2 separate regions of the Drosophila melanogaster genome follow, and region 2 is linked to region 1. A link is a contact called in public Hi-C data. All regions are on one chromosome and are shown on one strand. The core of a region is the stretch at or near the end of the contact, and the rest is flanking DNA. Distances in the headings are between cores, read along the strand shown.

Region 1 (2,700 bases), core at 73-2,572:
GCCGAAAATATTTAAAATGAATGGGTACGCGTATATATTTATATGCTGGTGAACAAAAGGCGAGCATAACAAAAATGTCTTATCGATTTGCATGCGCAGCAGACAGTAATTGCAAATCTTGTATTTTCTTGAGTCTGTGCAACAACTGAAATACCTTTCTGGGCATAAACTATCATAAACACAAGTGGGTGGTGCTGGGAAACATCGCTGGAATTGAATATTTGTTTGTTGGTCGATTTGTTCTGAATGGAAACGAATGTCGTTTGCAAATTGCTCTCTCAGCTGTTTACAAACGCATACCACATAACGCAGGTGAGAGAGAGAGGGAGGCATATGCGCAGTGAGAATGGAAGATGAAGGGTTGCCAAGTGCGCAAAGGCTTGCAAATTAAGTACACTTGTGTGCGGGGTAACCGAAAAACGGGTGTTTACAATAAATTTCGCTGGGTGGATGTAGCTTTGTAATTTGAGTTCGCCAATTTTTTTTGTTGTTAACAGCATTTCGAAGCGGTTGCCAACCCTAGACGCTGGCTGGTTGCATGGTAACGAAAAATGGCGGCGCCTGTTACACACACTCACACACACATGCACGCACAGTCTGCTGTGTTTATGCACTTCATGCTGTTCCGATTTTTTTTTTGCACTTTTTCGATTTGTTGTCTGCATTTACCTTAAATGAATTTATTAACTAAGGCGATATTGTGCCTCTCGCTCAATCTCGCAAAACGATGCTTTGTCTGCTGCTTCTCTGTGCGTGTGTCCGTCTCTTTCCACGGCTTTTCGTCGAGACTCACATATACAAACGGCGACACACTGGATTGGAGCTGGACTCCGTTTTGGATGGCTTGGCTTTGGCTGCGTACCCAAAATAAATCGCGCTTGCAGTCCCAAATCATTTTAGTTCTTGACGCCTTTGTTCCACAAAAACTTCCAACCGCCGTCCATGGCTCGTGCTTTCTCTTTCGCTCGCGAGACGCTCCAAAAGTCGCGAGTATGGGAAGAGAATGTATCCCTCGCTCTTTCACGCCTAGAAGCGGCTGTAGCACACACAAGCACACGTAAACCCAGCCGTATGCATATACATATATTCCCTCTACTAGCGAGACGTGTGTACGTGCGTATGTATGTATGCTTTTTTCACTTCTTTCTCCTCTGCGTTCTTTGCACCAAGTGTCGCTGTTGCTATTTGCTACCGCCGCTCCTCTTGACGAATAAGTCGGGACTTGTATCAGCTCTAATTCGGACTTAGTTTACAAAATGCGGCTGCTTTTTTTCCGCGATACTCGGATTAGTGATGTAAAAAGACGTTGATGCTTCGACCACTGAAGTCAGTGCGATATGTATCGATAATTGAATGCCATCGATTGCTACGATTAAAACTGCCACCGCAGTTAGCGGAGACGCTCACCATTCTCTATTCGCCATTTGAAAGTATCGGTGTAATTTGTTTTCAGAGAAATTAATTTCCGTTTACTGTGCAATTCGGTGTGAAAGTGTTCAGATTTATCAATGCGTATTCTGCTTTCGACTTCGCCACCAATCTGTGCTGCAAGTTACCATTACCAGGTCCACCTGGTTCCCGCCAGTTTTCTTTCATTGTGGCTAGTTGTTGTTCGTGCCTTCGATAAAGACGTTTAGAGGTGTTTTTAGAGTTTCGCCATCTGGTCACTATAGCCGTTTCGTTTTTTACGTGAGTATTGTGAATTTGGTGTGTTGATTTATATCTCAGTTGGAGCCTGCGTGGAAATAGTGTCAGTACGTTTAAAGGCATCATCGTAAGGTTAGTCGGAAAACAAATAAAAAGCCTACAAATAGCAAGCAAGAACGCTTTCGCAACCACAAGAAAAACGAACATACGCACGCATCCATCTGTGGTAGAGTCGGCTTGTGTGGGGGTGAGTGGATGTGTGGGTGAGCATTTCTGGAAAGTGCCGTTCTCTATGTTTCGATTCTACTTATCCCTTCATCACCATTTCATCGTTGAATCATCACGAAAGAAACATCGAAAGTGCACAATCGTTTGTTATCTTTGTACGAAAACAACGGTGATTTCCACACAGGCATAACCTGCAAGAGTAATACGATACAAATTTTGATCTGATATGACCTCATTTTAGTCGGTTTGAATTTTAAAGAGAGCGACTCTGCAAACTGCAGGGATATGAACATACAAAATTCACAAATGATTGTTTGCATCCTAGTTGCTTATATTCATTTACACGCATGCTTATATGCTTACATCTGTTATCAATAATTGACGACTTGGTGCATGCGAAGCAAACGCATTGAAATGACTATTGGGATCCACACACTGTTAAAAAACACACTGATTGCACTGCCACACATTTCTCAACTAGAACCTAATGTTTTATACTGAACTTAACTGCAGGAAAGCCCAAAATGCCCAGCATCAAGTTGCAATCTTCGGATGAGGAGATCTTTGACACGGATATCCAGATCGCCAAGTGCTCCGGCACTATCAAGACCATGCTGGAGGACTGCGGCATGGAGGACGATGAGAATGCCATTGTGCCGTTGCCCAATGTGAATTCGACGATTCTTCGCAAGGTGCTTACCTGGGCTCACTACCACAAGGACGACCCCCAGCCAACGGAGGATGATGAGAGCAAGGAGAAGCGCACAGACGACATTATCTCATGGGATGCAGATTTCCTAAAAGTCGACCAGGGCACACTGTTTG
Region 2 (2,700 bases), core at 93-2,592, 580 kb after region 1:
TGATCTAGAATCTTAAGCAATCGGCGAATTATGAAGATGATTTGGTTGATTTTCAGGAGATTCTTGGTGGTGAAACGCTTTTGGAAGTGGTCCTTATAGCCGGAGATCTGCACCTTGGCCCGCTCCAACTGCTGACGGCTGATTTCGGAGCCGTGCAGCTGGGCCACGCTGTCCAGTAGGTTGTGAGCCTCATCTACTATGACGATTGACCCCTTAAGACTTATACCCAGCTGGTTACGGGCGGACTTCTGGAGCAGCAGTTGATACGGCAGTAGTATAAGTTGAGCGTGCTCCACAGCGGATCTTGAGGCGTAATACGAGCAGCCACCGCAGGCGGTCCCCTCATTGGCCAGCTCCTCGATGTCCAGCGGTTCGGTCAAAGCCAAATCCCTGAGGGATTCCACCAGGGAAGCCGCTTTAAACGGGCATCTACTGTTGGCCTCTGCAGTTAGCCGACTTTTTTTGCTGGGATTGGGGCGTGCTTTCTTGGTAGCCATATCCAGGCACCGCTCGTTCATCAGGCCGACATGCTTCAGCTTCCGGACTGCGGGATTCCCGCACAGCTGCTGCCGCGAGCCCAGGGAAATGGACCTTACCGACTGGCCATGAGGTGTTTTCCGCAGTTCGGCCACAATTTGTGCCAACTGCGAATGGGTGCGGCTGCAAAAGAAGATTTGCACAGGGCGATAGCGGTCTTCGGCTGCTTCCTGCGGTCCATCGGCGGTTTCGTGTTCTGAATCCGAGTCGGATTCAGGATCCAGGTCCTTCTCCAGTTCCTCAAGCTTGCCTGGGTGCACCCTTCCTTGCCGCTTATGCTTTTTAGCCCCTTTCCTGATCTGATCCAGCTGCTGCTCTTGTTTGTCCAGCAAAGCCTGCAGGTGCTGCAATCTAAGGAGCTCCGCCCGCTGTGCTCTGGACTTTCCCTGGCTCTCCAGCCAGTTACTGGACTGCTCGCTCTCCTCCTTGAGTTTAGCCAACTCCTGTTCTACTCCGCGAATCCTGGCCAGCATTTCCGTGCGCACCAGCTCCTCGTGCCTAGCCAGCCAGGTGAGGGCGCCGCAGGTGAGGGTGAGGGACTTCCCCGTTCCCGTTGGACTCTCGAATATGCCCACCTGACCTCTCTCGAGCACTTGGAAGAGCTCCTGCATCAGCTGCTCCTGGATTTCGTACGGTGAGTACGGGAATCCGAACTCCTGGGCGCCGGGCGTGTCCAGCCGCTGGTTGGGCGTGTACTGGGACATTTTCGAGATGTTTTATATCCTTATTTTACATTTTTGCGTCAAAAGAGGCAGAAATTGCAAAATGCCAAGACAAAACGACGCGCCAAGAAGAAGAAGAACAAAAATGGGCTAACGCGTTGGCGAGGCATATTCAAGTAAGTGATGGAACATGATGGCGGCAATGAATACGATATTTAAAACTTTTGCGCCGTTACGCTTAAAAACATCTTAAGTGAATGCTTAAAAACAAATGGAATCATAAGTTCAGCTAATAATATCTTTAAACGTATTTAAATGCTGTACTCTTGTCAAAAATCTTAAGATTCGTGAAACGATATATTTAAAGCCACCGATAACCGGCATCGATAGCGCCTGCGTTGTCACTAAAAAATACTGCGGTCCGCATAGCCGCCAAAATTCATAAATTACAACAGCAACAAGTGGCAAGTAGAAGAACGAAGCAAAAAAAGTGAAACCGAGAACAAAAAGCGCAAAATGTGGATACCTGCTGTGAGTAATGGTTGAAAAGTATAGTACACATGCAAATTGAATGCAACACTTGCTTGGTAAACATTAACGATTGATTGATTGCCAATTAGTCATGATCAGCGCTATAAAATTTCGTAAGCTGCTGATGCCATCTCGCTCTGCCAAGATGTCGTCCATTTTAATTTCGATTTAACGACTTTAATGGCTGGATTTCGCGTTAAAAGATTTTGAAAAATATTCACTTGGCTTTCAATATTCAGATTAAATATTCAGGCGAGATGAAAAATATGTTCAGCATCCCATTGCTGCCATCTCTTCTCTGCGTCTCTTTAAATCCTAATTTGCGGTACTTTCCAAGTCTTTCATCTTACATACACATCCATACTTACAAATGTTTATATATACATTCATATGTTTATGATAAATCGATCGTCCATCTTTATTTGCAATTATCGCACTAAATATTCGGCTACTTTTGTTTTTAACATTGTTCCTAATGCTTTCAAGTAACTATATACAATACATTATACCTCCACAACAAAATCGACCCAGACTAATTTAGTTATATTGTGATTAAGACAAGTTGGTATGCATCAATAGATTATTTATTTTCTGTGCCATTTGATATGGCAATATAGTAATTAACAATTTAAAAAATCTAAATCGTTTGCTCTCATTACTCAAATTGAAATTGACTTAAGATCATGGAACCCAACTTTAAGGGAAAACTCTGTTTGATTCATTCTCGATTTCTATTCTTAAGCTGTTACTATAACTCCCCGAACTTTTACTCCAACTGAGCAATGCGCCAACTCCACCCAGATAGCCAGTTAATTGTGGGCGTAGGTTAATTAAGCATCGTTCTTGAACGGGGCACGCCCAATATTCTTTCACCGATCTCCTCGACAGAAAATCGAAGCGCAGCCACTGTTTCCTGACCTCCCGCTGAACCGCTGTGAGTCAGAGACCACAGACCACAGACCACAGACTT

What was found. A called contact is a pair of places that touch in the nucleus more often than the background predicts.
Region 2: a Hi-C map of the Kc167 cell line shows a contact between it and region 1, with 4 times the contacts expected there. The contact joins the promoter of CG11403 here to the promoter of Hmt4-20 in region 1. A contact is called at or near these places in 3 of 107 Hi-C or Micro-C datasets (the Kc167 cell line, the S2 cell line and the Sg4 cell line).

The regions. Positions count from the first base shown.
Region 1 is chrX:654,711-657,410 of dm6, forward strand. It overlaps Hmt4-20 (Histone methyltransferase 4-20), which reads right to left and starts at 1,323. Exons shown (of 3, transcript NM_130497.4): 1 at 670-1,323. It overlaps SkpA (SKP1-related A), which reads left to right and starts at 1,404. Exons shown (of 2, transcript NM_166858.3): 1 at 1,404-2,074; 2 at 2,389-2,700. The coding sequence starts at 2,400.
Region 2 is chrX:1,238,542-1,241,241 of dm6, forward strand. It overlaps CG11403, which reads right to left and starts at 1,343. Exons shown (of 3, transcript NM_130542.4): 1 at 1-1,343. The coding sequence starts at 1,241.